2 separate regions of the Bicyclus anynana genome follow, and region 1 is linked to region 2. A link is a contact called in public Hi-C data. All regions are on one chromosome and are shown on one strand. The core of a region is the stretch at or near the end of the contact, and the rest is flanking DNA. Distances in the headings are between cores, read along the strand shown. Region 1 overlaps LOC112050393 (dual specificity tyrosine-phosphorylation-regulated kinase 2-like). Region 2 holds the start of LOC112050393 (dual specificity tyrosine-phosphorylation-regulated kinase 2-like).

What was found. A called contact is a pair of places that touch in the nucleus more often than the background predicts.
Region 1: a Hi-C map of whole body shows a contact between it and region 2, with 2.6 times the contacts expected there. The contact joins the enhancer-like site here to the promoter of LOC112050393 in region 2. A contact is called at or near these places in 2 of 2 Hi-C or Micro-C datasets (whole body and whole larva).

The regions. Positions count from the first base shown.
Region 1 is chr25:4,406,687-4,412,045 of ilBicAnyn1.1, reverse strand. All of the region lies in intron 1 of LOC112050393 (dual specificity tyrosine-phosphorylation-regulated kinase 2-like), which reads right to left. Among protein-coding and RNA genes, the nearest start is that of LOC112050393, 84 kb to the right of the region's middle. Within about 2 kb of position 2,080, at least 8 of the 8 cell types and tissues checked have open chromatin away from gene starts, as enhancers often do.
Region 2 is chr25:4,321,494-4,326,830 of ilBicAnyn1.1, reverse strand. It overlaps LOC112050393 (dual specificity tyrosine-phosphorylation-regulated kinase 2-like), which reads right to left and starts at 1,506. Exons shown (of 2, transcript XM_052889372.1): 1 at 179-1,506. The coding sequence starts at 955. It overlaps LOC112050394 (transmembrane and coiled-coil domains protein 2), which reads left to right and starts at 2,500. Exons shown (of 17, transcript XM_052889365.1): 1 at 2,500-2,685.

The sequences.
Region 1 (5,359 bases), core at 831-3,330, 85 kb before region 2:
CCGAAATATTAAAGCTTGTTTTTTTAATGAATGTATTCAAGGATATGTGGAATAGTAAATTAAGTTCTATATTCAAATAAACCAGCGGTGAACGAACTAATTAAAGTTCTAATTAAGCAACTAGGGCCAAATTGGACGTACAATCTAGTCTAGTTCATAATTTGCTTGATTAACGGACTGTGCCTAATTGAGCGACGCGCGTCCGTCATGTCTAAATGAAGTCGGGACGGGTCAGTATCCTTCCGTGCCATACCATTAAAGCTTAATAGCACCACAACTTTTCCTATTATACTTTATTGACGGTCGCGTGGCGCAGTGGGCAGTGACCCTGCTATCTGCATCCACGGCCGTGGGTTCGATTCCCACAACTATTTGTGTGGTGTTTTCCAGTGTCTTGGTGTACTAAGAGTATAAGTACTTATATGTTATAAATATATATAATAAAATCCGTTATCTTAGTACCCATCATCATCATCATCATCATATCAGCCGATGGACGTCCACTGCAGGACATAGGCCTTTTGTAGGGACTTCCAAACATCACGATACTGAGCCGCCTGCATCCAGCGAATCCCTGCGACTCGCTTGATGTCGTCAGTCCACCTGGTGGGGGGTCGGCCAACACTGCGCTTACTAGTGCGGGGTCGCCATTCCAGCACTTTGGGACCCCAACGTCCATCGGCTCTTCGAACTATGTGCCCCGCCCATTGCCACTTCAGCTTCGCAACTCGTTGAGCTATGTCGGTGACATTGGTTCTTCTGCGGATCTCTTCATTTCTGATTCGATCACGCAGAGATACTCCTAACATAGCTCGTTCCATCGCCCGCTGTGTGACTCTGAGCCTTCTTATGAGGTTAGTACCCATAACACATGCTTATTATATGTTTACTTTGGAGCTATAAGAAGTGATGTGTGTATTGCGTGTATGTTTATTTATTTATTAGGTTTCAAAGTGCCAACTGCCTCCTTGACCCAGCGGCTAGTCTGAGTACCTTCCGATCATGAGGTTCTGAAGGTTAAAATCCTGGGACGAGCTACGATTTATTGAGGTTTTTTCTTCAATAAAAATCTCTGTACCAGCCTGAAGTAGGGGACTTGAAGGATGATTGGTTACCGTCGCACATCAGAAAGCACGTAAGCAGTCAATTTCAGTCAGTATCAAGATAGTGTGAGTCATCATCATCATCATCATCATCATCATCATCATTAGCAGATGGACATTCACTGCTGGACATGGGCCTATTGCATGGACTTCCACAACGGTTTTGACTCTCGAGCCGCCAGCAATATGAAAGTCAACACAGTCCTTATCAGTTAAAAACCGACATCCCACATTCAACTAGCGTGGTGCGTCTTAGTCCAAAATATGCAAGGGCTCCTAGCCCTGTGCTATTCAATTAGCCTAGGGCCCCTATTCAATTAGCCTATTACATAATGATGATATATGAAGAGATATGAATCACCAGAACACAAAGCATTGATTGAAATTCTTTACTGTCTGTCTGTAATACTCAACGGAACGAACGCCCACGGTCTTCACACGGAAATTCTGACAGTAGATTCGAAACTGCAACATCAACAATATCTTCCGGCTATATTTCCGGGAACATTTGGCTTCGTATCATCAACCCTCAGACCAATTATAGAAGGACCTGTATCGCACTCATAGTCACGAACAAAATTGTCTGTCATTTTCTGAGGAAAATGAGCTTACATTTGGTCATATGTACGAAACTAGAAGTTGTCCATTCAATTTCACAAAAAGGAGGAGCTCTTTAACCGATGAACACGATTACAACTATTTAACACTGATTATATAGAGACAGTTTCTATAATCGCATTAGATCGTTGATCATATACTTTGACAGAATAGTAACATCTAGCGAGGCAGGTCCTATACAATAATTGGTCTGAGCATCAACCATATCCGGCCGTTCGCTAGTGTTAAATATAGGTAAACGACATCCTCGAGGTGACACGACAAAAAGTTGCATAAACAAAAAGTCCCCAGTGTAATGTTACTACGGGCACGTTTATAGCATTTGCGAACGCTCTCGGGTCGCAGACTCGACGGGCGACGACCGGCCGATATAGGTCATGACGTCAGAGGGCACACGCCCACTGTATACGTAGCACGCTCCATAGTACGAGCAAATATCGGGCCTAATTTGTGATCCCCATTACCGCGGCACATGTTCTTTATCAAGTCGAGTGCATTATTGTGACGGGTTGAACCTTAAAATGTGTGGGATTATTTGTGTAACATTTAAAATAAGTTAATTACTAAAATATCTAGCGTAATCAGCAATCTACTGGCAAAGTCTGTTTGCCTTTGAACGTAGTGGTAAGGTGTATGCCATCAAAAACGAAACTTGTGAATTCCAACTCAATTCTTCTATATATATATATTTTTTTATTTTTTTATTCTTTACAAGTTAGCCCTTGACTACAATCTCACCTGGTAGTAATAATGCAGTCTAAGATGGAAGCGGGCTAACTTGTTAGGAGGATGATGAAAATCAACACTCCTTTTTGGTTTCTACACGGCATCGTACCGAAACGCTAAATCGCTTGGCGTACGTACCGGCAGGTAGGGTGGCAACTAGCCACGGCCGAAGCCTCCCACCAGCCAGACTCTCCAGCCAGGGCTCTGACGCGCCCTCAGATGGGCATGCGTTTGACAGGCGTGTTGTTTAATTGTTTAAAGCAGCTTGTGTGTGTTTGTGTGTGTCTGCACACACACACTAACACACACTTTTACTATTTAAAAAACCACGAGGATCACTTGTGACGTGATTACCAGCCATATACGAGTTGATGGAATTATATTTAAAAAAACACTGAAAGGTAAATACATGAAAGTGCACCTTATTGCTCAGCAGTGAGCCGAATATGGGTTGTTGGTGATGATGACACCTTATTGTACTTATATTAACAATGTTAAAAGTAATTTTACACATAAAAATAACACAGTATTAGTAATCAGAAGTGGTTAAAATAAACAACACGAGATTACATTAATTAGCACCATATAATCATCAAAAATAATTAATTAATTAACAAAGTAAGAATCTACGACCGGCATTTTCAACACAGATTAGACTAACCATAGACCAACTGTAACATTCTATGCTGCTCTATTATCTATGGTTAGCTCTGCGTTCCTAGCACAAATATATCTAACAATGGTCTTACACACTTCCGTGTCCCCAATCCTAGAAATCAAAATGATTGTCAAAGCCAAGCTCAATCGCGAAATGTGGAGCGAGCTGTAGTCTCTGCCCACAATGGGTATGGTAATCGCATTGTATGGTTTTTCAGCTATACTAACGGTTGTCGATTGACATAGAGGTCGCGTGTGATTTTGTACACGGGACAAAGGGTAAGAGAACAGCGGAAAATATTCACATGTTATCATCATCATCATCATATCAGCCGATGAACGTCCACTGCAGGACCTTTTGTAGGGATTTCCAAAGGTAAGGTTAGGTTTTCAGACCACCTGGTGAGGGGTCGACCAACGCCTGAACATCCTCAATGCCTGAAGACAAAAGTCTTGCCAGTGATGACCTATAGTTCCGAGACTTGGTCGCTAACTATGGGCCACATAAGAAAGCTGAGAGTCACACAGCGAGCGATGGAACGAGCTACGCTCCGAGTATCTATCTCTACGTGATCGAATCAGAAATAAGGAGATCCGCAGAAGAACGAAAGTCACCGACATAGCTCAACGAGTCGCAGAACTGATGTAGGTGGACGGGCTCATAATTTGAAGAGCCGACGAACGTTTGGGGTCTAAATTTACTAGAATAGCGACCTCACACCGTAAATACCCCCTACTAAGTAAACTGACGAGATTCAAATAAGGCACTGGTCACAGGCAGCTAGTGAGCATTGTGTTTGGACATCCACAAGCAAGAACAGATGATGTGATGATGATGATGATAACAGTCTGTTTCTTTCGAATTCCTCATACGCGAAACGCTATAACTCAGGCTGTGCACTAACACGCTTTCCGCTTTATACTCGGACCACGCGACATAGGTAAGCATTGGTGTGAAAACCTGCCCCCGATTCATATTAAAACAGCATTGTGCCGTGTATCGTTCATCTCATAACGGGCCCGGTGATTTTTGTGATTGCCCACTGTGCGGCGCACGCGGTTTTGTGAAGCGGCGCATTGTGATCAGCCACATTGTTAGCTGTTTGTAAATGCCGCGGTAACTGTCTCTTTAGTTCAATGCCTTATTATACTCGCATATTATTTATACTAATATTATACAGTAGATATGAAGAAGCCGTGATATCCCAGTGGATTAGACCTCTGCCTTCGATTAGGAGGGCGTAGGATCGAATCCGATCCGGGGGATGCACCTCCAACTTATCAGTAATGGCTGTATAGCTTAAGTGTCTCAACCAGTGAAAGAAAACCATCTTCAGGAAACCTGCTGCTTGCCTGAGAATTTTCTCAATTCTCTACGTGTGTCAAGTCTACCAATCCGCATTTGGCCAACGTGGTGGACTATTAGCCTTACCCCTCTCATTCTGAGAGAAGACTCGTGCTCAAAAATTAGCCGAAAATGGGTTATTATTGATGAATAATATAAGGATGTAAAGTTTGTGGTTTTGTCGAATGTAACTATATAATATAATCATTTGATAAGTACGTACGTAAAAAAATAAAGTTTGAAACACGAATAAAAATCAGCCCTGTAAATACTATGTAATTCTGCCTTACGGGGGATCATTTTACATCCTGTGATTGTTATTACCTGGAACAAACAATAATAATATTAGTAAGTAACAATAAAGTATTTAAAAGTACCTTAATTATAGTCCTAGAAATAAAAATACATCCATTTATATAAAAATAATCCAAACATATTTTGAGCGTCAATAGCTCAACGGTTAAGAAGCCGGAACCGGACCGAGAAGTCCTGGGTTCGAGCACCAGTCATGAGAGTAATATCATACTAAGACAGTCTTTATAGCTAACTAGCTGACGCACCGCGAGTTTGTTCGCGTGAAATTCTGGTTTTCGAACTATCTAACGGGAGCTATGGATTTTTTCAGAATAAAAATAAGACTGTGGCGTTAAGGAGTAACAAACATACACACTTACACACAAACTTTCATAATATTAGTGAGATGAGATTGGAACGGCCAAGTAGAAACGGCAATATGGATTTAGTCATATTAAAAACAAAATAATAAACTTAGTAAATGTTATTTGTAATGAAAAAAAAACAGATTTGAATAAGAATCAGTAAGTATTCGTAAATCACATAAATCGTTCAGACACAATGAGTTAAAATCACCGTCAATTGAACGTTCAATTCATTTATTCAAACATTTGAA
Region 2 (5,337 bases), core at 257-2,756:
CCTGAATCAGGTGTTTTGGGTGTACTGTGTGTGAAAAGGAACTAGTCCTACTACAAAATGCCTTGAATCAGGTTGTTTTTTTTTTAGTTAGCTCTTGACTGTGCTCTTATGTGTTAAGTGACGATGCAGTCTAAGATGGAAGTGGGCTTGGACTATACAAAATTATGAGTGTACCAACCTTGATACCGGAGCGTCCTTGCTGCTTCAACAACACGTTCTCCGGCTTCATGTCGCAGTGGATGATGCGGCTCTTGCTGAGCGCGTGCAGACACTGCAGCAGGCTGTGCGAGAACTTCCGCACCAGCTGCAGGGAGAAGCCCTGGAACTTGTTCTTCTTTATCAGCTCGTACAGGTTGATCGACAGCAGTTCGAACGTAATGCACGTGTGGCTGCGAAACGTGAACGAGTCGAACATGTGGATGACGTTCATCGTGTTGTCCTTGTCTTGCTCGCGCAGGTGCTCCAGGATGCGGATCTCCTCTTGCGCTTGTCTATGGAAGCGTTTCTCGTTGCGCACCATTTTCAGAGCCACGTTCTCGCGCTTCTTGTGGTCGTACGCCTTCACCACCTGCCCGAAGCTGCCTTTGCCGATCACCTTGAGCACCTCGTACCGGTACGCGATGTGGTCGTGCGGGATGTGGATGTACGAGCCCTGTTCGTTGTCGTACTCGCAGTTGTTGGGGAAGCCCACCAGCCCCGGCCGCTTCTTCGCGTTCGCGCCGATGAAGTACACCTGCGGGTAGTCGAATATCTCGCGGTGCTCGTACGGCGTGAGCTTGTTCATGTACAGCTTCATGACCTGCTCGGGGCTGGCGGCGGCGGCGGGCGGGCGCTTGTCGGGCGCGGTGGACGCGGGCGGCGCGGGCGCGCCGGGCTCCAGCGGCGGCAGCGCGCCGTCCCGCAGCAGCGCGCGCCCGAACGCGTGCGCGCTCCCCAGGGGCATGTCGCCGGTCATGGCCGGGCGGCCGGCGCCGCGCGCGTCGCTCGCCGTGGCCGGGCCGACCCACGCTCCGTTACACCCTGCACTGCACTTCACCCTCACCTGACACCTCACTGCACACACACCGGCGCTGGCACACACCGCGGGGCGCTGCACCGCATCTCACGTGGACCAACACGAACTACGACCACGCTTCCACTTATGCGGACACATTCCGTCTCGGACACGATACGATGGGAACCGTCACAGATGATACCGTGCGACGCGAACGTGAAACGCAAACAAAGACCCCTTCCTTGCGGGTCGACCCGACGACAGAACCAAAGAGAAAATAGAAACTGGTCGCCAAAGTCATTGAACCGTTCGGCTGGCAAGAGCGCACGAGTGCGAAAGAGAAGCATATACGAATCAGTTGTTTCCAAGTCTATACCCAGAGGGCGCCCTGTGTAGTGTCGGTCATTTAGAAAGACCCAAAAATTAAATGCAGTGTTGCCTGTTATTATATTAATACCTGATTTTTCATTATTTCCACAAAAAACATCAATGACTTCAAATTCTTTAATGATAATGTTAATTATAATTAAACTGCATAAAAATATGCTTTTCAATTTATTTTAACTTCTCCTTTGTATCGTATTCCACCACTGAACGATAATTTTCTGCGTCAGAAGGAAGGTAATCTGTTACAAGTATGTATGTATTGTTTATCACCGCATGCTTCACCGTAACGTATTTAGTTTTATTTTATCTAAACATTGTGATACTTGTTTTTCTCTTTTCAGTTCATTACGCTTAACTATGTACTTGGGTTTTTGGTATTATAATATTACTTTTTTAAGACGTTATTATAAGGAACACAACTAATGTGTATAATAATTCACTAATGTAAAAATGTGTTCTTGTGTTAGTCTAGATATCGGTTTTTAGCCAGAATCAGCAGATAGGACACTTTCATATTTGTAGTCTGATCTGGCTGATGGTACATTTCCACAATTCTAAACAATGTATTTTTATTTTGGTTTTTGCAAATAAGTTGCTATCTAGGTTTTTTGTTTTTATTGACATAATAACGTACGGAATTGTAAATTCACATTAACCACATAACACTTAATTTATTCTAGAAGTGTCCAACATACAACATACCAAATTTTATGTCCAACTTTTTAGGCACAACATAGTTTTAGGCACAACATAATTTTAAAAGATGCTTAAAATATATTACTTCAGTGCTTCGAATTCAATTTACAAGGGTACTCATTGTAAATATATCGTCATACTGTGTAAGCTTACAGTGATAATATTTAAGTTTCGTTATTTTGCTGATTTTATTTGTAATTGATTTTTTTTTTCAAATAATATTGTAATTATGAATTTTTTCAAATAAATTATGCACAAAATTTATAATGGAAAACTCAAATACAAAAGGATTTTAATATTAGTTTACAAAGAACTTTATTTATTAATTTAATAAAACTTTAATTTATTTGGGTCTCACATCAAAACAATATTGTCTATGGTGAGTATGAAAGGTATCGCCATCTATCGGGTAGTGGTTAAACTTCGGCAAAGAATAGTGCATCATCCATCCAATGTAGACGTCTTTTTTTTTTTCATTCCGTTGTTTTCTGTCATTTTACAATCGTAACTATTTAATTTATTTTCGCGAAAAAACATGTACAGAGACTATTGTGTAACAAATCAGTGTATTAAGAAGTTGGAAGATTAAATTTTGGTGATAAAGCCATGTAAGTTTACTTTTAATTACTCCTTTACAGTGATTTCTTTTTGTCATTTTTAGAACTACTTTGTTGGGATCGCTGAATCGAATCTTTACATTTCCGGCATCCGTGTTTATTTGACTGTAATTTACTTTAAAAACTAAACGCTCAACTTTTTTACAATCCTAAATGGGGAGGCGGTAGTGTATAATGATTTTCGATTTCCAATGAATCACTTCGACTTTTTCAAGTTATATTGATTAAAGACGTCTTAAGTGTAGAATAACGGAAGAATATTAAAAAGTCCATGTATTAAGGCACTGTATGGTATGTAATATTTTGTCACCATATAACTTATAGGCACACATGTATAATACAATATTTGGACTGTGGCCAGTAGGTAAAGAGTCGAGAATATATGTTGAGTATAATGCACCAGATCATATAGTATATTAACTTCTCTTTGTTTACAATCCATGGCTGAGTCAGTAGTGGTGGAGAGTACATAAAAACTGAAATTATAATGTTGTTAGTCATCTAAAGGGTAATCTTAAGGTTATGTAAGCACAACAAGTTTTATATAGTGTATTAAACCATTGTTGAGTGATTATAAACATCCTCATTCTATTGCAGTTGTATCCAAGTTAATACATCTGTTGTCTTGTAAAATGTTATTTTAGATGTATTTGTAAACTAAGCTAAACTATTGAACATATTTTTATCTCTCTAATATAAGTATAAAATCAAAATCAAAAGATCCGTGATATCTGCAGTGATATTCAAAAGTCTAAAGTCAAAATTCATTTATTTCAAATAGGATTAGTTTACAAGCTCTTTCGAAATGTCAGGTCTTTTTAATGACTATTTTTAATTAGACTTAAGATAATGGTGATAATAATCATTCGAAATCTTAAAATTAAACTTACGAGAGTTTCAAACTCAGCCAAGGTTTATTTTTTTTTATTTACCACAATTTTACAAACTTATTTGAAACTAAGCACACAGTCGTATAATACAGTTTAACACCAAGCTTTTTTTATCATTTAAAATACTCATGATATGTCCTCGGCCTTTGATTGGGAGGGTGTAGAGGGAGGGTTCAATGTGACTTTTCTGTTATGTGCATTTTAATAAATTAAATATCACATTTTTCAATCGGTGAAGGAAAAACATCATGAGGAGAAACCTGAGAATTTCCTTAATTCTCTGTGTATGAAGTCTGCCAATCCGCTTTGGGCCATCGTGGTGGACTATAAGCCTAACCCCTTTCATGCTGAGAGGAGACTCGTGCTCAACAGTGAACAGGGTTGTTAATAATAATGATGATGAATATATAAAAAATTGCTTTGTCAGTGCAGTGGTTAACCTGGACGGCTTTAGATAACACATGTGCACAAGTTATTACAGTTAAGCTGTTGGTTCTATAGCAATATATAAGCACCATTTTCCTTCTCCAATAAGGAAGAACGTCAGTCCCAATAGTAGATTGTTATAATAGGAGAACAATGATTAATATATTATAAAAATCCTGCATTACACCTTGTTTTTTTTTTTTGTTATATTATTCTCATGAGACGAGAGACGAATATCTTAGCATCTTAGCATTCCATGGATTCACCGTGCGGGTGCCGGGTCGATCGCGTGGTATAGAGAAAAACTCCGAGCAGAGTCATGAATTTGTGACTACAGGATGTAGGGTTAAGGAAACTGCTGCTGTATCTGGCAGCAACCAGTATTAGGATATCTAGTCAGTGGCGATCACAATAGGTCGGTAACGGTCAACGTGATACAGGACCTCAAGAAGACCTGCAGAGCCGCGACATCAAGAAGAAGAAGAAGAAGCGTTAAGGAATTCCTTGATGATCAATCAACACTCTCCGTTCTCTGCTTGTGTTGTTCTCCCTGCTTAGCCAAATGATAAAATGCCAATTTCATTTGTAACTTACATCTAAGGTGCTTTGTAAAACCAGAGGACAGCTAGCTGGTGGCAGATATACTAAGAATTAGTGACTTGTGTCACAATTATTGATAAATGTTGTTGCATTATAATATAGATAAGACATTTCACTAAAATAACTGAAATAGTATTTGTATTGGGAAATGATAAGATAGACATTATCTTTTTTTGAAGTCAGCCCGTCTTATACTACTCTGCAGGAGTGAATCATACTGGCATTCCTGTGATTAAGTTATAGTTTGTGCGCTGTAGCATGGTGCAGGTGACAGTTCGTTTTACACTTGAAAGTTTGCTGCGATTCACGATAATAGTACATATTATGTAATCAAAAGGCAACTGTCACCCGCATCATGCTACAGCGCATATAGTATAATAGTTTGTATAGCCAGTATATTGACTACTGTTAAACACTAAGAGCTGTGATAGCCCAATGGATATAACTTCTGCCTCCGATTCCGGAGGGTGTGGGTTCGAATCCGGTCCGGGGCATGCACCTCCAACTTTTCAGTTGTGTGCATTTTAAGAAATTAAATATCACGTGTCTCAATCGGTGAAGGAAAACATCGTGAGGAAACCTGCATACCAGAGAATTATCTTAATTCTCTGCGTGTGTGAAGTCTGCCAATCCGCATTGGGCCAGCGTGGTGGACTATTGGCCTTATCCCTCTCATTCTGAGAGGAGACTCGAGCTCAGCAGTGAGCCGAATATGGGTTGATGACGA